2 separate regions of the Ovis aries genome follow, and region 2 is linked to region 1. Evidence: chromatin contacts called from public Hi-C data. All regions are on one chromosome and are shown on one strand. Each heading gives the region's core, a stretch centred on a gene start, on an enhancer-like site or on the middle of the called end of the contact. The rest is flanking DNA. Distances are from core to core; before and after follow the strand shown.

Region 1 (6,127 bases), core at 1,922-4,421:
AAAATATTTATTTTCATATTTTTCCTACTCCTATTTTTGAGGTGGAGAAAATTATTTTTCTTCCAGGCCATTTCCTCTGTAGAGTTTGTGCTTGGCAACCAGAACAGTTCTAATCCTTTGATTGGTAAGAGCTGTTGAAGAGAATGTGTTTAATTAAAATCCTATTTTCTGGAAATAAATACACCATTTAGCTGCTATTCACAGCTCTTCAGCTTCTCTCATCTGTGGTGGTAGAGGTTTAAGAAGGTGTGGACTTGGTTCACCCCAGATTCCAAGTAGGAAGAAGTCTTCTTGGCCATAGCCCCAGGTTTTTCTTTTATTGGTTCTTTCAGTCAACCTACAAGCCCAAGTTCCTGGAATCAGGGTGACATTTATTCATTTATTAAGTCAATCAACATAATTCAACTGAGCTAAAATTTTAAAAGCATAGAGATCGTAATGTGGAGGTTGTGCCTCAATTCACAGACCATCCATGAGGATGGATAGGTAGCAGGAGATGAGGCTGACAGGTGACATTAGAGATGAACCCAGTGCTGCACCCTTAAGAGGCGTGGCAATCTGCCTTCTGGGCTTCACACAGGCAGGGAGGCTGGAGTAGAGGTGACCTGCATGGAGACTTCACTTGGCCGCAGAGTCCAAAGCAGTAGAATTTATGATAGAAGTTGAACTCTGGTTATTGGAATGTAAAATGAAGACTTTATAGATCATGACTTAACAGCAACAAAACTTTATTTTTTTTTCAGTTTAAAATCATAGATATATTTGTTTAATCATTCTGAGGGAATAAAATCAGTAACACAAAAGTGTGTGAACAATCATTGAAGTTCCAACAAAAAAAGTTTCTGGAGCATAGCTTTAGGCTTTTGTTTTCCACTATGACAGATTATGGGGCTTCACTGGTGGCTCAGATGGTAAAGAATCTGCCTGCCAATGCAGGAGATGCAAGAGACACAGGTTTGATTCCTGGGGTGGGGAGATCCCCTGGAATAGGAAATGGCACCCCACTTCAGTACTCATGCCTGGAAAATTCCATGGGCAGAGGAGCCTGGTGGGCTACAGTCCATGGGGTCTCAAAGAGTTGGGCACAACTGAGTTACTGAGCAAACACATGCACACACACACACACACACCTGTGACCGATCATAGTTTCTAAAAGTGACAGCAGTGTGTCCTATTCCACACACACCTCTGCACCGTCATCTCTAATTGCTAATCTTGGTCATCTCTACTCAAGAGGAGGTGTCTGTATCTACAGTCCTTGAATGCAGATAAGCCCTGGGACTGCTTTCACCAGCAGAACACTGAAATAACCTGAGGTTGTTCCAAGTGCAGGCCTTCACTGGCTTGGTTTCTTTCACATCTTACCTTTTGAAAGCCAACCCCCTTGTAAGAAGTGTGACTCTTGAGGAGCCCACCACATCATGAAAAGGTCAAGCCACATCCAGTTGGAGAGACCCTAGACGATAAGAGGTCAGAGGAAAGAGAAAGAGGGAGAGAAAAAGAGAAAGAGAGAGGAAAAAGAAGATAGAGGAGAAGGAGGGGTGGGGGAAGCCCAGGGTTCCAGGCCCATGAGTGAAGACGCCATCTTGGGAAAGATCCTTCAGCCCCAGCTGCCCCAGCTGCCCCAGCTGACTTCACGTAGATCAGAGATGAATGGCCCAGCCAATACTTTCCTGAATGCTAACTCACAAAACTGTGGAGCAAAATAAAATGGTTGGTTTAAGCCACTAGGTTTGGGGATCACTTACTGAAATACAGAGGTTCTGAGGTGGGTATATGATGCTCAGGGAAACAGGATCCTGACATGACTTAGGTTATCATCTTGTGAGCCCATAAATTTCGAGATAAAAGAGAAACTCAAGTCCCTTTGTGTTCTCTACTGTTTCGTGTACGCTTCCATTCCACTCTGGGACTGATCTCCTCCCTTTATGTAGGTCAGCGGCAAATAATACAGCAATTTGTAACATTCCTTCCTAATGTGTAAACGATATTTTGTGGAAGCTGCTTGGGTATTGTCTTTCCAGTGCCCAACCTTGAAATAAAGGAGCTGTTTAAGTGTTAGCCTGTCAAACAATGGAGAAAACCCTTTTTGTTCATTTTCATCTTTGCCATAAACTCCAAAGGCATACTTGCACACAGATTAATAGCAACTTGGGTATTCATCGCGCATGTGACCCCAGAAGCATGATTACCTACTTTGAAGGCTTTTAAAATCTCCCAGAGAACACTGTAATATTTCACTGCACTGCAGGGAAAGAGTCACAAGTTTTTATGCACCGTTAATATGAAAGAGGAAAAAAATCAGCTAAGGGCATTGAGTTTTACATTAAGCGGAGACTCGTTTCGTCTTAGAAATAGCGGAATAAGTTAGAATTACTTGCTGTGTGACTATAGGTCCACACCTCCCACCAAACACTGAGGTGCTCCCCAGAGCTTTTCAAAATGCAATGAAATCACCCCAAATGCGAGGAGGGTGGGAAAACAGACCAAATAGTTCAGCCTTCTGTCTTCTTTCCCTGCCCCCATCCAGCCCCAGCCCTAGCCCCAGCTTTGAGTCCTGGATTCAAGGAGTCTGATTTCACTCCACTTGGAAATTAGCGAATGGCAAGACTGACCAAAAAACTTGTCATCAGGCAGGACCTTTGTGAAATGGCTCTCTAATTAGCCATTTCATATTTTTGTTATTTCTTTTGCGATTCATGTTAAAAATATGTTCCACGGATGCCAGCCTGCTAGGACCCAAGGAGCCCTTGTCACTCAGCAATAACTCAGTGAAATAATAAATAAGCACATCGGCAGCCCCACCACGCACACCAGCACTTCCCCTCAGGCCCTCAGGCCAGGGGGCTGGGCTGCCCACACAAGTCACCATGTTCTGTGGGGGACACGAGTGGTCACCACAAACAAGGAGGGCACCCTGCCCTCCTAGGAGCCTGCTCTCACCAAAGACAGGACTCCTGAATAGTCTCCCGAATCAGAGGTCACCCAAGGACTGGATGTAAAAAGCTGTCTTATCTGACACACTGTTATCACAAGCAGCAGATCTCTTGAGTGAAATTTCAGGAACAGAGGTTCCTAAGGGAAAGATGCCATTTCATCCACTAAAGCCAGATCAGCTGGAACTGGGAGGCAACGGCTTACATGTGCAGAACAGCTTGGACCAGGACCTTGTGTTCCGTCAGCTTGTAGGTGGGGTCCCCTCGCAGGTTCTCGCCAAGATTTCAGCCGGGTCCTCGCCCCACCCTGGCCCACATTCATCGTCCTCACTGAGCATCTCAGGAAAGAAACAGTAACTTCCCCTCAGAGGCTCACCCTTCCTCATCTGTGTTAGAAAAACAGTAGGGAACTATCAAAATATGACAGAGAAAGATGTTATTCAGGCAACCCTGGGCTGGAGTCATCATGCTTATGATGGCAAGCCAACTGTGGCCTGACACACCAGGCAGGTCCTCAGTGGGGTGACAGAGGCAGAAGCGATGAGGCAGGGAGAATCAGCCTGCTTACCCGTCCCACTGAAGTCTGGAGCTTCACTTATGGACAGCAGTTTTAATCCATCCTACCACTGCATATCAAAGAAATAAGAAAATTCCATAACAGAATCAGAATTTACAATCAATCAGGGGCACTTAGAAACATCTTATTCTTTCTAGCATTTTCTGCACACAAGCAAACAGAGCTCTGATGAGAGATTATCGTTTCCCTTATGATGGTGTTTCTTCTTGGCACACCATCACCCACCCTAGGGAGTGGGTCTTGGATGCCTTTTGCTTCATAGATTGGTAGATAATGTCAGGATTCTGATCAAGCAGCCATAGGTGAATGGCTACAGAGACCACCACTGAAAACTCACATCTCCTGTGACAGGAAATGAGCAGAAAGGGGAGAGCAGAGGAAGGCAGTTCTGTTATTCCTCCACAGCTCTGTGGGATGAGATAAAAAATAAAGGCAATTAGTGAAATGTTCTAGTCATCCAGTTTTCTTTTAGCTTTCTTGATTTTTTTAAACAATCATTGTGTGACTTGGACATTTATAAAACATCGGCTCTTTCGAAAAGTCCTTTATATCCATCATGCGTCATTTATAAATAAAAAACAGGTGTTTGTTTTTTTATTTTTTACTTTCCTTAAACTCCATCAGTGCTGCCTGCCTGGATAAAAAGGAAATAGATTTTAGAAATAGATTTTTTTCTTATATCACTACGTGGTTTCACTGGAATCTTAAATTGTCAGTATTTTCTGATCCTTTGGGAAAAGCTTGCTGAGTGTGCTGCTCTGTGTACAGGCAGATTGATCCCCAGACTAATGAGGAAGGCTAGCAGAGCTCATGCACTCCATGATTTCTTTTCTCGACACTCCAAATATTAAAGAAATTGAATTTACTTAAGAACTATAGACCTTCAGGAGAAGATCCTTGGAATAATCTAGGAACCTACACGGAATAATGATGCGGCTACAAAAAGCCTCTTGATTGTTCACATGGGGTTTTTCAAACTGTCCCTTCTGGGGAGAGATAAAGCACAAAGTCACTGTTTTTAAATTGTATTTCATACCAAAAAAAAAAAAGACCTGAAAACAACATAAATTGTTAATTATGAAAAGTTCATTGAATTCCTTTTAATATATTTATATGGTGTAATGCTTAAAAGCCTTTTAAAATGGCAATGATTTCTGTTCTTGTCCATAGCAAAGAATGCTCATGATACATTGTTAAGTGAAAAAGCAGATTAGATTGTATAACATAATGCATATTTTGATGATTTAAAGAGATGTGTAGACCCACAGAAAAATGTCTGGACAAACATATGTCAAAAGACTGTTAAATGTCTAGGTAGCAACTCTTATTCCTGAGTTTTGGGTGGAATGATCAGAGTTATTTATTCTCTTCTTTACACTTTTATTTATGGTATGACTTTATTTTAACTCAGAATATCTATTACTTTGTAGTAAAAACGATATTTTCAATTAAAATGTTTCCTTAAAACGTGGATTCTTAACACATTTCTACACTGTATTAGCTCATTCTGTCATTCAACACTGAAGAGTCTGGGCTGGCTAGGAAGGTGTCTGCCCTCAGACACTTCTGCAGGGAAAGGCAGGGAAGACAAATCTATAGGTGATAAAAACAGATTCAAGACATAAGGCTGGCAAGAAGCAGTGAACAGACCATATATCCAGGGTATTTTAAAATTCTCAACCTAAACAGTTTGGGGAATTATTATAAAACATTTTATTAATTTAGATTCCACAGATTCAGAATTTGTAAAAAGTGTTTTGGAACTGAGTGGAAGTTATCTTTTGAAAGTTTTTTATTAAGAAAGACATTAAACAACAAGTAATTCTTTAACTTTCTTAAAAGAGCCATTTGGATTGTGCTTTCCAGGAGACAAACCACATCCTTCTTAATTCTTAGGTAAGGCCATTCTGTGCGGTACAAGACATTGTAGGTGCTCAACAAAAGGGCTTTATTATTTTATTACATACTGCATTAATGTAATGTACTCACAGTACATTCCTTACATGCAAATAAGGCTGTTCCTTATAAATGGAAGTTATGAACAGCCATTCTGTCAAACTCATTTGGATGTAACACTGCGAAAAGGGTGTTTTTTTTTTTTTTTTTAAATACCAAAAAGTAATACAACTGCATTCTATTCAGGCTTTGAACTAGATTTCTTACCCTGATTAACCTATGAGATTAATGGGTTATATAACTTTAGATTTGATTAACAAGATTTAAACTAGTAGAAAACATCAAATGAAGTAGTAGTAGTCAAATACATTTCACCTGAATATTCAGATTCTTTTCCATATTTTGCTTCTTTTGACTGCTTACTATTTGATTAGAATACATTACCATTTTCTTTTCATCCCAATCAAATCAAATAATTCTAATTTGAAACGTCATTCTCCTGCAAAGTATTCTTATCCTGCGCAGCATTGTAACTGCTATTGTTTGCTGCTGTCATTGAATTACACTCATTTCAAATTTGCAAATAAAGAATATTGGGATGCAACAAAAAGTGAGATGTTATTCACAATTTCATTATTAGCCAACAGTGATGATACTGAAAGAGAAAGAAAAGTTATGTGTGTGTGTGTGTGTGTGTGTGTGTGTGTGAGGCACACAG
Region 2 (6,301 bases), core at 3,196-5,695, 210 kb before region 1:
ATGCAGTCTAAACCATATAGTATTAAAATCGCACAAATGGGTAAAGCAATCTCAATTACACAGACCAGTGAATACATGCAAGCTGAATATTAAAGCCAGTGAAATAAGTAAAACCTTTATGCTCTACAGGTCTAATTTGTATAAATTCTGAAGCCAAAGAAGAAGCAAGGATTTAGTAATTCATTTATTTTACATTTCTCTTCTGAGTTTTTGAATGTGTGTATATGAGGCCAATGGCAGAAGCAAGAAAGACCAACTGGGAGTTCATGGACACTTGAAAAAGTGTCTGCTATCATAATTTTCTGCTGACAGTTGAAAAAGCTAATTGTCCTCTGGTTTGGTTAAGACATGTTATTTATGGATAAGGTATTTAATGGTAGTTAATGAACAATTAATGAATAACAATAGGTCTAGAAACATTACATTTGTTTGTATTTCAAAAAGTTTGGCTTTTATATCACATTCAACCAACATTTTTAGAAACTAACAGGCTTTGGGGAAAAAAAGAAAAAGAGGGTCTGCCTGGCTCCATCTCTACCCTTCTACTTCTGCCGCACCCCTGTCAATACTCTTGTTATTTTAGTATCTGAATTGAACATTTTCCTTAATTTACCCTTTACTCTTCCTTGCTGGGGATATGAACCAACAGAGGAAAAACTGCTAGGCAAAGAATCTTTAGAACTGATTTCTTATACTCACCTTCCACCCTTGAGTTTAGTTTAAGTTTGTTCATTCTGATCACTGAACTGTTCTTAATGTTATTTATTTCCTCTAAAAGGAAGGGCTGTCTCACTGGGGCTGAGAACCTATGAGCCTGGTCTTTTTGGGAGTTTGCCATGCAGGCCAATGAGTGCATAGAGCAGTGGTGATGAGCATCAGCTGTAGAGCAATCCTGGGCTCGTGTCTAGCTTCCTTCACTTACCTGCTGGGTGCTTGTGGGGCCAGTTATAGAATGTCTCTGAGCCTCAATTTCCCATCAGCAAATGAGTACAATAATATCTACCTCAGAGGAGGTGGGGAGGATTTTAAAATACACTACAAGATGAAGCATTTTGTAAGCATCATCTTTTTTCATTCCCATGACCACCTTGTAAGGAAGAGGCTACTATCACCCCAACTTACAGAATGAGGAAATACAGCTTAAGGAGGTTATGAATGAGGTTAAATAAATGAATCCAAGTTACAGGTCTGGTAGATGTGGAGCTGGATTCAAGCCCAGGTTGAGACCATGTTTTTGACCTCTGGGTCATTCTGTCAGATATCCGTATCCATTTTCCCCACACATGTTACTAGGATGCTAAAAAGAGTGAGTTCCACTTCACTCTTGAAGTCAGTCCTCTCCCCCATCATTCTGATTTCTTGCCAGGCTCTGGTCTCTCCAACAGCAAGCAGTACAGATGAGAAGAGTCAGTCTCTGCCACCTACAGTCTCAGTGCTTGGTAGACATGGAAGAAGCTACTAAAAAATTCACTCTACCCTGTGCCTCTCAGAGTTGACTTATATAGTCAAAAAGAAGGGGATCCTTGTTAGTGGCTAGCGTTAAAATCCCAAAGCACAGTCAGCCAAAACCTTATCCAGATGCAAGTGTGTGGTCACTGGTCATGCATTTCTGTTTGCTGAATTCCATACAACCCAGGCAACTGCCTTGCCTCGCTGAAGATCCACTGGGGAAAAAAGTTATGTGCACTAGTATGAAAAAACATGCAAGCCGAGTTCTCCGTCATTGTCAGGAATGTTTGGAACAGCCGTGTTTATTCCACGGCCTCCATCCGTGGTAAAGGTGCCATCAGTTCTCGTGGGGGAAAACCCAACCCAGAGCTTTCTTACTGGCTGCTCATTCTGTTAAAATGACGTCGCTTTGTAGAGGACCATCTATTACAATCAAAACAATTTTGTGGATGATTAAAGTACATGCATTTTAGTGAAATAACTACTGCTAGAGTCTTTTGGACGGTTGTTAGACTAAAAATGCATATAACTTGTCCATAAGTACCATATGCTCCTTTTCTTCACCTAATTTCTCACATCCTCTGAGGAAATTTTACGATCCTGATATTCTAACAGATCATTGTGTTTCTTCATTATGGCACACTCACTTTATTAGTTCATCCTTTGTGGGTGCATTTTTGTATATTTAAAATTTGTATTGGCCATTTTATGATAGTACTAAGTCAGTATTTTCTGTATATTCTTATCATGGATTACTAGAATAAGTGATCTTTGATGTATATGAAAAATGACACTCAAAAAAATTTTTTTTTTAATTAAAAAAAATGATACTCAGTTCTATCTTTAAATATCACTTTCTTTCAAAGGCTCCAGTGGCTTTACCATTTTTGAGTTGAATGATTTTTAATATAAAGTACTTGGGATTGTTGAAGTATGGAAGAATTTAAATCTAAAATTAAAATCTTCTGGTGGTCTCCTTGGTACAAGCACTAGCTAATACTGATTGATGACTTACTATACGCCAGGCTTTGTTTCAAGCTTATCTGTATTCATTGGCTCTCATAACCATCCTATGACGTGCCCATTTTACAAACAGGAAAATTGAGGCATGAGAAATTAAGAAACTTGCCCTTGGTGACACAGCTACTAAGTGCTGTTTCTGGGATTCAAACCCAAGGGGGATCGGGCCTTTACTCTGCTCCTTTTGTGTGACTTCAACTATGGGGTGATCCAATCCACTTTATTATTTTTAAAGAACATTTACTTACTCTCTTAAATGAATACAAATGGATTGTTATCTTTAGCCAGAGAGAGAAGGAAGAGCTTATTTAGGCAGGGATCTAAACAATAAGCAAGAATTTGTTCTTTCTCATGCTGTATTGAAAGGCCTGGTAAAGGAGGTCGACTATGTGTTACTCCCCCTGGTGTTCAGAAAGGGTGCCTATGGGGGCCCTTCATCAGAAAACAACCCTGGAAATGCTTCATTTTCTTTTTGTTCTTGAGCTTGAGAAAAGAAAAGCAGCTAGAATGCGCTACAGGAGTTTCTTTTCTGATCTGTTTTTGCTCTCAAGGCTTGCAATAAGGTAGAAACAGTTCAGTATCTAACTGCAACCCTTGACAGCCAAAGTTATTAAAATTTCTAATTTCCTAAAATTTCTCCTGCCCTCCACCCCTATGCATTCTGCCACGCCCCTGGCCTTCTGCCAGGGAGTCTGGTTTTCCATAATTAGCATTGTGATTCTGATAATCTTTCCCTGTCTTCAGCCGTGGCTGCTGGGCACTTTCTTCCCCAGATCTCCATCACAGTTTTCCCTTCTGTTTGGAGTTTCTGATAATCAATATTCCAAGGAGAAAAAGGTAAGATCTCCTTGAACTGTCGCATCAACTTGAGCTTCAGTTTTAGATGAGATAGCACCTGGTTCCTTAAAGTGTGGCTCACCGCTGGCTACCTGGGACTCTCACTTTTAAAAAGTACCAGTACATGGACTCCACCCCCAGAATGTTTGAATCATTTCTTCTGGGGTGGAGCCCCAGGCATCAGCTTTTCTATTCTTTTTTTTTAATGAGGTCATGGTTGAGAAACATTGGACTAAATTAATCTTTTGGCTTAAATTTGAATACCAAGGCCCTGAAAGGCCTTGGCTCAGAAATATACTCAACTCATTTAAATGGACAATTGTTCCTGTTGTTTTAACCAGTTCCTGTCTGTTTTAACCTACCTGCTAACATGTGAAAAGGGAGTTTTTGCTCTACAGCATGGTCATCCCCAGATTAAAGGGAAAGGATGAAGTTCATGCCAAAGTGTCCCCCGAACCCTAGGCATCTCTGGCTACATCCTTTACAATAGGCCCAAGTGTTCCATGGCTGAGATGTTTCAGCATCTCTTCAGCACCAAAACAAACCAGCACAACCACCAGAAGTCATTTTCATGTTAGTGCCTGGTCATTCTGGGTGTTCAAGAAATCAAAATTTGTCCGTGGCTTAGTACATAATGCAGGGGTTACTGTTACTGTATGACATTGGAGATGAATCTGATTCCTCATATATAAAATCATATATAAAAAGGCAAGATCTACTGATGCTTGCCTTACAGGATTGTTTACAAATTAAATAACAGAATTTATTCCAAAATTTTGATCTACCTGCTTGAACTTTTTTCCCACTTACCTAGTTGATAATAGTTAAGAGCCTAGACTTCCAAATGAGGGTATCTATTTAAATGGTGGATTCGCCACTTGCTGTGTGATTTGAGGCTAGATGATAATTCACTTTACTTCTCTGAAAATTGACATCATAAAAATATTTACAGATTGTTGTGGAGATTGAATGAGATAATACATGCAAAATCCTTAGAAAAGTGTTTAGCACATAGTAAGCTAAGCACTCAACATCACTTAGATTGTTAGTATTAATCCACTGGACTATGTTAAGAGAGAGAGTGTGAGGATGGACACATGGAGGCAGGCCCTATAGGGAAATCCAAATGACTAATTTATTGCCCCATTCTCCTTCCATCTCCTCCCTTCCCTCAGAGAGTTGTTCTGGAATCATGCACCCGGTGTACAGGTCAGCCAAGCTGCTCAGCTTTTGCTGGCCCCTGAATTCTTCTTTCTGGCCTCGATAGACAGATCAGAGAGGCTCTGGGACAGCCAGCAAACAACTCTGTATTCGCTGTTGAGCAGGCAGCTGCAAAGTGGAGAGTTTCTTTGCTCCAGAAGATAGTGGGACAGTCAGGGTTTGAACGATCTGTGCTGCTTTCAGAAAACTCACTGGCCTTTCAGAGTCAGTCATGACCCCGACACAGAGGGCCACGACACTCTCCTTTACCTCTTTGGTGTCTCAAGTCTTCCCAAAGCTTTGAACCTTCCTGATTCAGTTGTTCTGACAGCTTATCTCAGCTTTGTATAAGGAATATGATATCTAATACATTTTGAAAATTAATTTTTGTTTATCAGAGACATCATTAACATGTAAAAGCTCTTTGCCAAGTTGAGTTGACTCTACCATCAGAGAATACCATCAGTATTGGTTATGTTTCTATAAACATAGAACTTTGACCGATGCTGAATTAAGGAACATAGATTTAGAAAGATGTATTTCTGTGTCACATTTAGAAAATGTGAACTTCCAAGGTTGATAGGATCCTCAGAGGTCTCCTAGTCCAAGCTGTCCATTCAATAGATAACTTCCAAGCAGCCCTTAGAGGTAGCTGCCTAGCTTCTGCCCAAGCCATTCTATGAGGCCCTGAACTTACTAGCTCCTACAGCACCTTCCTCCTGTGATGGCTAATTGGACAGCTTAAATGTTAGAAAATATCACTTCTATGGAGGCAATTATGTTTTCCTGGATTTCTACCGATAAGACTAAGAACTACTCATTTGACATAACACCAAATCCATGTATCTCTTCTCTGAAATGTTGCTCACTTCTAATACCAGCTGATTAATTACCTATTCCTAACAGCAACTTCGGGAACAATTGAATATCTACATTTCAGTATAGTCTGTTTGAAATCCTGATTCTCAAGTCTGTGTTTTTTGGAAACCCAATAACACTTGAAACCAAGTGCTGAAAAAACATGTGTTTTTCATTTTCACCTGACATATTGCATCTTAAGGCATCATGCTGGGTGTGCAGCAGCTGAAAATGTTTGAAAAAATTGTAGCCACTCAAAACTAGAGTGATACAGGGACACGCGGTAGAGCAAAATGGTCAGTGCATAAAGCAGCTTGGTGCATGGCGTGTGGGTTGGAATCATCCTGGTTGTATAGCTTACCATATAAAAGGACAATAGTGTGGTTAAAAGTCTGGCTGATTCATGTTGAGGTTTGAGAGAAAACAGCAAAATTCTGTAAAGCAATTACCTTCAGTAAAAAATAAATTTTTAAAAAGTCTCAAAAATTTCCAAAAAATTTTAAAAATTATTTTGTGATGTGGACCTTATTAAAAGTCTTTATTATATCTGTTACAATACTGTTTCTGTTTCTATGTTTTGGCGTTTTTGACTGCGAGGCATGTGGGATCTTAGCTCCCCAACCCAGGGATTGAATCCGCACCCCTGGCTTTGGAAGGCGAAGTCTTCCAAACCACTGGCTGCCAGGGAAATCTCACAAATACATTTTTAACCCCTTTTCACCTTGTTCATCACCCTGCTAGCCAAGACAATTACTTTTTGTACATAGAACAGATATGTCTGTAAGTTCCTTCAGTATTAATTTGACATTTTTGTATTGAACACCTCTCTTAATTCCAGGCAGAGTGTTAACACTAGGAGGTATACATGACTATTTTCTTCTTGTTACAGAAGAGAAAACCAGGTACAAACATTAATAACTTACCCAAAGTTATGCAC

Evidence for each region. A called contact is a pair of places that touch in the nucleus more often than the background predicts.
Region 2: a Hi-C map of tail adipose tissue shows a contact between it and region 1, with 2.7 times the contacts expected there. The contact joins two enhancer-like sites. A contact is called at or near these places in 3 of 16 Hi-C or Micro-C datasets (hypothalamus, skin fibroblasts and tail adipose tissue).

The regions. Positions count from the first base shown.
Region 1 is chr4:68,847,040-68,853,166 of ARS-UI_Ramb_v3.0, reverse strand. No RefSeq gene overlaps it. Among named protein-coding and RNA genes, the nearest start is that of TRIL, 94 kb to the right of the region's middle. Within about 2 kb of position 3,171, at least 2 of the 54 cell types and tissues checked have an H3K27ac peak or open chromatin away from gene starts, as enhancers often do. A contact at or near this core is called in tail adipose tissue, where this site is marked.
Region 2 is chr4:69,058,500-69,064,800 of ARS-UI_Ramb_v3.0, reverse strand. The region is part of intron 4 of CREB5 (cAMP responsive element binding protein 5); the gene reads left to right. Among named protein-coding and RNA genes, the nearest start is that of CREB5, 250 kb to the left of the region's middle. Within about 2 kb of position 4,445, at least 2 of the 54 cell types and tissues checked have an H3K27ac peak or open chromatin away from gene starts, as enhancers often do. A contact at or near this core is called in tail adipose tissue, where this site is marked.